Linked DNA regions of Mus musculus: regions 1 and 3 are each linked to region 2. Evidence: chromatin contacts called from public HiCAR-type and HiChIP or PLAC-seq data. All regions are on one chromosome and are shown on one strand. The core of a region is the stretch at or near the end of the contact, and the rest is flanking DNA. Distances in the headings are between cores, read along the strand shown. Region 1 overlaps Glis3 (GLIS family zinc finger 3). Region 2 overlaps Glis3 (GLIS family zinc finger 3). Region 3 has its middle 17 kb from the start of Gm35922.

The links. HiCAR-type assays count read pairs that join an accessible place to other places. HiChIP or PLAC-seq counts read pairs in DNA pulled down with a chosen protein or histone mark.
Region 1: a contact with region 2 is called in an H3K27ac HiChIP or PLAC-seq map of embryonic fibroblasts, with 8 read pairs. The contact joins two enhancer-like sites. A contact is called at or near these places in 1 of 39 promoter capture datasets (stem cell-derived epiblast-like cells), 1 of 15 datasets of contacts at CTCF or cohesin (the NIH/3T3 cell line), 1 of 115 datasets of contacts at active chromatin or transcription factors (embryonic fibroblasts) and 1 of 9 other capture datasets (adipose tissue).
Region 3: a HiCAR-type map of astrocytes shows a contact between it and region 2, with 3 times the contacts expected there. The contact joins two enhancer-like sites. A contact is called at or near these places in 1 of 15 datasets of contacts at CTCF or cohesin (the NIH/3T3 cell line), 2 of 484 Hi-C or Micro-C datasets (the STO cell line and adipose-derived mesenchymal stem cells) and 3 of 115 datasets of contacts at active chromatin or transcription factors (astrocytes, fibro-adipogenic progenitors and pancreatic cancer cells).

Annotation. Positions count from the first base shown.
Region 1 is chr19:28,589,754-28,593,262 of GRCm38.p6, reverse strand. All of the region lies in intron 2 of Glis3 (GLIS family zinc finger 3), which reads left to right. Among named protein-coding and RNA genes, the nearest start is that of D930032P07Rik, 87 kb to the left of the region's middle. Within about 2 kb of position 1,317, at least 20 of the 459 cell types and tissues checked have an H3K27ac peak or open chromatin away from gene starts, as enhancers often do. A contact at or near this core is called in embryonic fibroblasts, where this site is marked.
Region 2 is chr19:28,287,885-28,291,244 of GRCm38.p6, reverse strand. All of the region lies in intron 8 of Glis3 (GLIS family zinc finger 3), which reads left to right. Among named protein-coding and RNA genes, the nearest start is that of Gm35866, 75 kb to the left of the region's middle. Within about 2 kb of position 1,469, at least 22 of the 459 cell types and tissues checked have an H3K27ac peak or open chromatin away from gene starts, as enhancers often do. A contact at or near this core is called in astrocytes and embryonic fibroblasts, where this site is marked.
Region 3 is chr19:28,741,220-28,745,001 of GRCm38.p6, reverse strand. It overlaps the pseudogene Rps15a-ps2. Among named protein-coding and RNA genes, the nearest start is that of Gm35922, 17 kb to the left of the region's middle. Within about 2 kb of position 1,396, at least 37 of the 459 cell types and tissues checked have an H3K27ac peak or open chromatin away from gene starts, as enhancers often do. A contact at or near this core is called in astrocytes, where this site is marked.

The DNA.
Region 1 (3,509 bases), core at 68-2,567, 300 kb before region 2:
AGTTTAGTTCCCCAAGCAGAAAGGATTTCCTTGTATCATTTGGCACCGTCCGAGGTCTGCGTTCAGACGTGGGGCCCGGTTAGCAGGCCACCATTCAGGCTTGCCCTTTAGCTCCCAGAAGAGTGAAGCCTGGGCGCCAGGAAAGGTCTGCTCTAGCAGCTGCTGTCTGTGGGACCCTGACCAGTATGTCTGAGCCCCAGTTTTTCATCCATCAAGTGAAGATAACAATCCTTTCTTTAGAGCATGCGTCGTAAAGAGACGGTCCATCCGTTCTTGCTTTACTTGCTTTGGGTCCCTGTACCGTGTTATGGGAGCTGCTTATGGAAGGAAAGGATGTGGTCATTGAAAACTCATTCCTTCTGCAATGCAGCAGGGGCTTAAGTAGTTAGGCTCTTAACAAGTAGAATAGTCCTAGATGGACAGATCATTCCAGAAACTCCAGAGAGCAACCAATGGAGATTCTTGATTTCAAAGAACTATAAACCACCGTTGTTAAGAAATCTGTCTGTTTTCTCCTCAGAGGACATATAAAACTTACAAACATTTGTCTTCGGTGGCTGGTGATCCAGATTTATATTGTCTCTTGGTGGCTAGGCCATGGGGCTTTGTCGGGGAAGGTTCCAGAATCATGGAGAAGACATTTGTACTCCTGTTTTCATTCACTTAGTGCCCGTTACCATCTTGCTCCCAGTTTTCCTTCATTGTTTTCTGAGAAAATAGCTTTCATGTATTAAAATTTGAAAAAATAACACAAATAGGTTTTGGGGTGGCGAAGTTGTGGATCTAACCCAGGGCCCTTAGCATGCAAGGCAAGTGCTCTCTCACCGAACAATACACATAACCCTGTGAACAGATTTTGATAATTTCTTGTTAATGTTCTTAAAAATTATCTGAGCCAGGCAGGCACAGGCTGGAGGATTGTGTGTTTCAGGCCAGTCCAAGCTACATAGTACGATGCTGTCTCATCTTAAAACAAACAACCGTGATAATAGAGAACAACTTTGAGATCATCAGTTTACAAGTTTACAAAGGGGGGAAATCTGTTCAGTTCCTGGCTGTGGAGGCCCTGCTGTTTTGGAATCTGTGTTGAGGAACACATCAGGATGTAGAGAAAGATCGTTCACTTCATGGAGCAGGGAACAAAAAGGAGGTGAGTGACCACTACCCCACAGTCTCCTTCATGGCTAAGCTTCCCATGGTCTGAGGGTTTCTCACAGCAGCACAGGCTAAGGTTTCTGCCAGTCGCCAATAGCAATGAGCTGGGAACGAAGCCTTTACCATAAACCCTTAGTGGTGGTTAAGATCCAAACCACAGTACATTTGCTTTTAACAAGGCCCTTTGGAAGGAAGAATAAGACATTCCAGTAGATAGAATCACAGGTCCAGTTAGGAAGGGAAAATTTTCATGCAAAAAAAAAGCCTTGAGGCTGTTTCTGAAGACACCTACCTCCTACTTAAACAGTTTACTGTTTATAAAGAGAGTGCTGAGCTCAGAAGACCGTGTCTTTGCAGAGGACTGGCCACTGTGAATTCATCGCTCTCTGAGGCCGTCCTTTGTCCCTCTGACCTGTTTCTGAATCATGACACCAATCCTCATGGCTCCAGGTATATTTACACGAAGACAGGCGGTTGTAGAGGTTTTCTTTAGGCTTGGTGGCTTATGTTGGAGCAACCTAAAATTAAGCCCAGTCAGTTGCCAATATATAAATAAAATGTAGATGAATCATTAATTATTAAAAATGGAAATGCTGTACACCATCTCGTTTGGATCATAGCCTGGGAACCTGGACGGAAGATTGGCACTCATCTCCAGAACGAGTTAAGTGCAGCATGGGATTTAAAAGCCAGTATTTCCAAAGGAACAATTAATTAAACAGGAAGGTTAATTCACAGTTTATAGACTTAGCATCTGCTTGTTGAACACATGCAATAAAAAGAAAGCTAGTGATAGATTTATAAAAATGCCAGTTAGATAATTGATTATATATACATAGATCACAGACAAGCAGCAGTCACTCTTGCATAATTTAGTTTTCCTTTTTCTCTTGTGATTTTCACTAACGTACCGATTTAGAGCAGTTGGTAGTATTTGTATGCTCTGTCTTATGATTTAAATATTCTAAGTTGAAAGAATTAACATACCTTTCATATGACGTTTGTCACTGGAATTTCAGGAACTTATTTCTTTTTTAAATCACTGAATTGAAAATGTCTTGTGTTTCCCTTGGCATGTCTAAATAATATTTTTGAGCTGAGGTTATTGGTTAGATTGTTTTTCCAAGTGTATAATACTTAAGGCCTGTTGACTTTGCTGCTAACTAGGGTTTAAATGCACTTACTGTAGCACAAAGAAATACACATGTTGCTGATCAATTCTTTCCTTAGTCATAGTGGCCATTATTCTGTGGGAGCATGCCATTATTTAATTACTCTCTCCTAAATATAAATATAAATTCTGGCGGACATATATAGAGTTTCTTAGAGAGGTCTAAGTATACTGTAGGATGAGAGTTAAAGTTTGAGATAATAGTTTGGAATCCTAAGTGTTTCATAATATTTTGCTTAAAGGAATGTTCAGGTTATTTTGCTCTGTGTGTGTGTGTGTGTGTGTGTGAGAGAGAGAGAGAGAGAGAGAGAGAGAGAGAGCGCTGGAGGGAGGGAAGTAAGGAAAAAGAGGAGGAAGAGAAGGAGAGAGGGAGGGAGAGGGAGAAAGAGAGAGAGAGAGAGAGAACTCACATTAACATTAATGTTTTATGCTAAAGGCCCAAGAACACAATCATTTGCAGAGATTCCTGCAGTATTCCCAGTGACAGATGATTTAGATGGAGAGCTTGTCAATAATGTTGATTCCTTTAGAAGCAGCTCACCCCTCAGGGATCACTTCTTGTGTTAAAATGTATAGTTCCCAAATATAGTAACACACTTGCCTGTAATTAGAATATCAGGAACGTGTGAAAGACTTATTTGTTCAAATTTACTATTCCCTGCCTCTTTTCAGAAGTGTTTAAAGAGCTCTTTACAAAAAAGAAAAGGAGACATATACGCCATGATTAATAAATAGAAAGAACGGGAGGCAAATTAGAGGGTGAGGGTAAGGTGATAAAATAGGAAACTATTTACTGGCTGAACTTTGAGAATATTAAGGCCATTAAGGATTTAATCTTAAAATCAAGCCTTTACTGTAATTTGGATGCCTTAAAACCAGGCTCATTTTCCTCTTTTGAATTTCTGTCTTGCTAATTCTTTCAGTGGTGTTGGTATAACATCTTCCCAGCCCACTTCTGGCCAACTTGAAGACAAGATTAAAATACACAATGAGTTATTGATAGATGTAAAGATTGAGTCGTGAGACTTCTAGGGGGGTAGTCTCTGTAGGGCACGTGGCCCTCAGCTAAACAATGCAGAGCTACAACTTAGAAATGGAAGGGTTTTATGTAAAACATGAGACTTATAGCCTTTTCTACAGAACTAAAAGAGCAACCAAATAATATGGCCAGCTTGCCCACGTC
Region 2 (3,360 bases), core at 220-2,719:
ACCTGGGCCCAGGAATTGCCACCAAGTAGGGAGCTCAGTGTCTGGAGGCAATGGAATGTTCTACTGAGTAGTCCTTTGGTAGCAGTGACCAGTATTTGATAAGTACTTGACCTTGGATATTGCTGGCTGAGGGCGCTCCAAATACAAAATGGAAATAAATGGCCAAGGAGTGACTGTCCACCCAGAAGAACCGTGAGCCCTTTTCTGGCTGACAGTGACCTTGGAAACAGTGACTCCTCCTGTACACTTCGCTAGTCAGCACTGAGCCTCGCTTTCCAGAGAAGGTAGTAAGTCCTCCGTCAGAGTTACTTGATGTTTCAAGGATGGAAAGAAACTACATGCAAATAGCACATGTCGATTACTGAACAAACCACCTCTCTGATAGTTTCTTAAAATTCACAGATTATACTAACTGTGTAGTCTCATTTATCGCTGGCTTGCAAATGTATCTAGCCGTATCCTGCAGAAGTCACATTTAAATTTGATCCTCAAAGTCGCATAAACTTTAAAGAAACTTTACATGTTGAAGCCGTGTGGAAAGGTTTAGGATAATCTGTGTAGGGATACATTTGTGCCTCCCTTTCTCATGTTTCTCATGTCAAGAAAACGTTTTTCTTGTCTAGCATTCTCATTATAGTCTCTCCTGGATGCTACTCTTTCATAATGCATTCTGTCTGTCAAAAAGCACGTTGAACATGGCTGCCATGCTACACAAGAGACACTGCCCTTGCTGTAGGGCGGGGAGTTAACCCACTTGGTCGAGTGCACTCACAGCAACCCAGGTGGAGTTACAACACTGCAGAAATCCCCTTTTCAGAATATATTTCTAAATCAAACGTCCAAGACTACCCTAGCTAGAATTTTCTTTTGGTTAGTACTCCTTTGAAAGGAGAACTTGGCAGAGTCGGGCCTTTCTTTCCTGACCATTCACAAGAGATTCTGAAAGCAGAAGTGACAGAGTCACAGCCAGTTCTAGAGCCCAGGTATCTCTGAGGTCTCGGCTCTTGTTTTTGCAGGATCATTGCTCTTGTATACCGTAGATCGTTTCTCCTCCATTTTCTTTTCCACAAAGGAAAACAGCAATATCCTTGGCATCACTTCAGAGTTTACCAGAAAAAAATATATATTTATGTATAAATCTGAGCCTTTTGGCACTGAATATTTTCTTGACTTTACAGTTTGTCCCCTGTTCCCAAGTGGACTAACTCTCCTGCAGGTCCACTTTCACAAATGCTCACTCTTTAATATATATGTTTGAGTCGCCACTTAAAGCTCTATGATCATTTTGCCCACAGTCCTCAAATCATGTCCCCCGGAGGCAAGGGGAGCATTCTTAAGTCTTGAGCCCCTCTGGTTTGATGAATTGTTTGCGGGAATTATTGACCCAGCTGTTTATGAGGAGACAGAAGCTCTACTCCTTTCCAGGGCACCGATTTGGCTCTTTGACTAAAGACCAACTGCCTTGGATGGACACACAGCTCTTGGCCAGCATTGGTCCTGCCCAGATGGACGGTTTTGCAATTACCCAGACCTCTCAGCAGCCATTTCTTCATTACTAAAAGCTGCCCCCAATTGTCCCAGAAGCCAAATTCAATCTGCAGTTCCCCCAGTAACGTGCTGTGATTCATTTGGGGACAAATCTGGATTGAACTGAGTCCAAGTGTCTCTTTTGTGAGACAGGAGGGAAGTATAAGTAGATACTATAGTCACCCAGATGATTCAGCCAGGAATTCATGAAGTGATTCATAAATCGTTATAAAGACCACTAAAGTCTACTAAAATGGAGAGCTGTCTGGCTATACAAAGTGTGGTATTATTATTGGGCCTTTTAAAAAAAGAAGAAGAAGATGTTAAATCAGATGTGAAATCCTTAAAACTATGCTTTTCTTTTAAGGTTTTGAAAAGGATTTCTTCACCCCCACCCCCACCCCATCCCCCCTCCCTCCCATCCTGCAGGAGACCAACAGCAAGCCATTTTTCATTGATTAGTTTTTACAGATGAGTTTTAAAATCCCCATAGATGATGCTCTACAATTTAAGACAAAGAAGTCCTTGCACAGATCCATGATGGACCAGTTTGTATCCATTAGTTCTGCTCTCGGGCAGCAAATCAATAATATTTTTGTGTAAGTACAATGAAACCTACTCTTCACATGCGTTCTTCCATCTTTAGTAGGTTTATAGCTCCAGTGTAAGACAAAGAGGACACACCAAACCCCACTGGCTTGTTTGAATCCTGAGAGAAAGGGTCCTAACTTACTGTAAGAACATGCGTACACTGTGTGGCGTAGGGAGGTACCTTCACCATTCCTAGCCTCCTTTACTCTCATCCAAAGATGCCACCAGATCCGCTCCATCCGGGATGTTCCATGATGGCGCTGATATATTAAGTCAGTACCAAGAAATTAGACCCTTAGGGACCTCAAGGCTCACTGCTCCTCAGACAAGAAAATGAACCAGAAAAGTCAGTCTCAGCATCCATACTAGAATTGTCAAGACGAAAGGTTTCCTCAGATTTCTTTTTTGTTCCGAGCCTTCCCTGAGTGATCTAACTTAACACCAGGACCATAATCTTGGGCAGTTCTTAGGCTCTGGTTCACCAAAATCACGTGCCAGAGATGCCTATTCAGTGGTTCTCAGCCTTCCTAATGCTGTGACCCTCTAATACAGTTCCTCATGATGTGGTGACCCCTAGCCATAAAACAATTTCACTGCTATTTCATAACTCTGATTTTGCTACTATTATGTTATGTTCAGGATCTGTTATGTATTATAGTGTGTGTGTGTGTGTGTGTGTGTGTGTGTGTGTGTGTGTGTGTGTGTGTGTTCCAGTGGTCTTAGATGACCCCAAAGGAGGGTCACAACCCACAGGTTGAGAACTGCTACCCTACATGGCCACTCTATTTGGATCAGTCCTCCATTCCCTAAGCATGCACTGATCGCCTGGAAGTCATCAGACATTCCTACTCTGAAGTTCTCTGATATCCTTGATTTCCAGATGTGAGCCTCTGCATAGTGTAACATATCTACTGTTGTTTTCTCTGATACACTCACTTGCTAGTGCAGTGCCATCATTTTCCTTAGTCTTAGATAAACTTGCTTGCTTCAAGCTAATATACAGAGAAATGGGTCTTCAATTGCCCCTCCCTCTGGGCTTACACCAGCTTGCCCAGTACCTAGTTTATATCTCCAGAGTGGAAAAAAAAATTAGAATTATCTCATACTTTGCAATTCTGAAGGAAATTGGGCTATCTTTGTCTTACATTTCTGTGGAAGCTAGGAGAGTTAGAAGATTTATTCAGACTTCCTTATCTAGTAAGAGAGAGCACTAGAATCCAACCCTGTGTGCTCCTGACCCAT
Region 3 (3,782 bases), core at 147-2,646, 450 kb before region 2:
TATTAAAGGACATAAATGAGGGGACCAAATGTTTAAGCAATTACTTAGCAATGGTAGTGCATGCATGCCTTTAAGGCCAGCTTGGTCTACAGAGCAAGTTCTAGGACAGCCAAAGCTATACAAAGAAACCCTGTCTTGAAAACAAAAGTGTTTTTCCTTAATTGCATGTATTTATTTCTGTGTGTACATATGTGAAGCTGTGTACACCCATGCCATTTTGCGAGTGTGGCAGTCAGGGGACGACTTGCAAGAGTCAGTTCTTTCCTTCTGCCACGTGTGTTCTGAGGGTTTTTGAACTCAGGTTGTCCGGGTTGGCAGCAAGCAACTTTACCCTCTGAGTCATCTCACCGGAGACTGCAAAGGTTATAAATTTGCTTCCAGTTCCCCATGTACATCTGTTTGTGAGATCTTTCTGCCTGGTCTGTGAGGTATTACTGGTACCATAGCAAGAAGTCTGAAGAAGCCCTGGGACTAGCACATTATTGCAGATGGGTGCACGTGTACCTGCCTGGATCTAGGACAATCCGTGCCTTCAATGAGATGGAGCAGGTAGATCATGGTGGCAAAGCAACTAGGCCATCACAAAGTGAGACCTGGGCAGAGGCATGGACCAATAATGGAAAAGGGAAAGGGGTCTCACCACTCACTCACTCAGAAACAATTACAATAGGGTCCTTGTGCCTGCTAACGGGGTGTTGAGTCCTCCTTCCCACAGCTCGAGGGGGGCTGTTCTATTATAAGAGTGTGAATTAATTGCCTTTGCTTAGGCCGGTGGCCTGAGACAGCTTGTGGAGTTTCCCTCAGTTGTTTCACATACCTTTGCCTATCTTCTGACCTTAGAGCTTGCTATAATTTTGTTTTGTTTTGTTTTGTTTTGCTTTGTTTTGTTTTGTTTGCTTGTTTAGTTGGTTGGTTGGTTGGTTTTCAAGGCTAGCTTACTGTGTAGCCCTGGCTGTCCTGAAACTGCCTTTGTAGATCAGGTTAGCCTGGAACTCACAAAAGATCTGCCTGCCTCTGCCTCCCAAGTGCTGGGATTAAAGGTGTGTGTCACTACCTCCCAGCAATGATACTCTTTTTAAAAATTGTCTTCTTGGTTAGTAAGGATGTCTCTGGAGTAACACTTAGGAGATTATAAGAAATGAAAGCAAATGAATAGAATGAGAGAAACCAACTTAAGCAGCACACATAGGATTCTGAACACATAGCTCCCTGCAAGCCACATGAAAGTCTAGGAGGAACAGCTGAGAACTATCTCCTTGTGTGCTTTACTGGACAAGCTGCCTCAGACTTAAGGCCCCTTTTCGTCTTCACTTTGGAGCAGCCGAGAGACACTTCTGGGCAAGGAACCAGAGTGCAGTCCTTAGTTCTGTTGGCACTACACCAAACACAGAATGACCTTGGCCAATGTTCAGCAGCAGTTCTGGAAATGCCTTAGTCATTTCTGAGCTGGGCTGAGTCCAGAGGCAAACCTAGCCTTGACACTTGGAAACCCTGATGCTCAATAGACTTGATGGGCTTTGCCGCCAGTGAACTCCTAGACCACCCTCTCATATTTTAAAGCAAAGTGCCTGAGGTCAGAAGACTGAGATGTCATCAGAGCAGATCATACAGCAAGCAAGTTCACAGGCAACCAGCCAAGGGAGGCTTTGAGGGCTTGCTGGACTACTGATGTCTACAATCCAGCTTGTGGTTTTGCCTGGCTGGTGAGGCATAGAATCTGGTCATCTTTGCCTCAGCAGTTTTAGCCTTCAATGGCACAGGAGTGTCAATACAAGGTGTCTCTTAGAACGGAAGAGAGGCAGAACTGTGTTTGTTAACTCGGGGATCAGAAGACAAAGCTAACTCTTGGAAGGTAACTGCCATACTTGAAGCTCGAAATGTTTCCTAATCAAATCATTGACCCACTGAACTCCTACAAGCTAGCATTCTGATAGGGCAAGAGGGTTCCATATCTCAGTCTCCAGAGTGAGTGTTTATACTCAAAAGGACTTGAGCTAGGGATGGAGCTGCAGAGGAAGATAGCTAGAACTATATACAGGTCCAAGGACATGGGTTTGACCACAGCTATCGTGGTAAATTTTCTAAAATGTTTTCAAATCTTTCCATGATTGGTTTTCCATGCTAAGAATATTAATTTTTGCCATAATGACACCTGAAAATATTCATTTAGGACCAACTCCTTATTTTGATCTCCCTACGAGAGTATTGCTTCCTGGGACTCATGGCACAAAGGCACAGGGTGAGCAAAACTTCCCAATGCCATGGCTTGCCCCTCTGGCCTACTTGGTCATAATTATCTCCCTCTCATGAGGTCATTGTTTGAAAAAGATTATCAGTGAAATGCAAATCAAAACAACCCTGAGATTCTACCTCACACCAGTCAGAATGGCTAAGATCAAAAACTCAGGGCCCAGCCCACTCTCTTTCTGCCATCTTCCCTCGCCGCCACCATGGTGCGAATGAATGTTCTGGCAGATGCTCTCAAGAGCATCAACAACGCTGAGAAGAGAGGCAAACGCCAGGTCCTCATCAGGCCGTGTTCTAAAGTCATCGTTTGGTTTTTAACCGTGATGATGAAGCACGGGTACACTGGTGAATTCGAGATCATTGATGATCACAGAGATGGGAAGATCGTTGTGAACCTCACAGGAAGGTTGAACAAGTGTGGAGTTATAAGCCTTAGATTTGATGTTCAACTCAAAGACCTAGATAAATGGCAGAACAATCTGCTCCCTTTACGGCAGTTTGGCTTCATTGTGCTGACAACCTTGGCTGGCATCATAGACCATGAAGAGGCAAGACGAAAACATACAGGAGGGAAAATCCTGGGATTCTTTTTTTAAATGTAAAGCATAAATAAAAAGCCTTTGTGGACTGTGGAAAAAAAATCAGGTGACAGCAGATGCTGGCGAGAATGTGGAGAAAGAGGAACACTTCTCCACTGCTGGTGGGATTGCAAGCTGGTACAACCACTCTGGAAATCAGTTTGGTGGTTTTTTTGGACATAGTACTACTGGAAGATCCAGCAATACCACTCCTGGGCATACACCCAGAAGATGCTCCAACTTGTAATAAGGACGCATGCTCCAGTATGTTCATAACAGCCTTATTTACAATAGCCAGAGCCGGAAAGAACCCAGATGTCCCTCAATAGAGGAATGGATACAGAAAATGTGGTATATTTACACAATTGAGTACTATGCAGCTACTAAAAACAATGAATTTATGAAATTTTTAGAGAAATGGATGGATTTGGAGGATATCATCCTAAGTGAGGTAACCCAGTCACAAAAGAACATACATGATATGCACTCACTGATAAGTGGATATTTGCCCAGAAGCTCAGAATACCCAAGATACAATTTGCAAAACACATGAAACTCAAGTAGAAGAAAGACCAAAGTGTGGATACTTCGTTCCTTCTTAGAAGGGGGAACAAAATACCCATGGAAGGAGTTACAGAGACAAAATTCGGAGCAGAGACTGAAGGAATGACCATCCAGAGACTGCCCCACCTGGGGATCCATACCATAAACAACCACCAAACCCAGACACTATTGTGGATGCCAACAAGAGCTTGCTGACAGGAGCCTGATAAAGCTGTCTCCTGAGAGGCTCTGCCAGTGCCTGACAAATACAGAAGTGGATGCTCACAGCCATCCATGGGACAGAGCACAGGGTCCCCAATGAAGGAGCTAGAGAAATTACTCAAGGAACTAAAGGGGTTTGTAGCCCTATAAGAGGAACAACAATATGAACTAACCAGTACCCGCAGAGCTCCC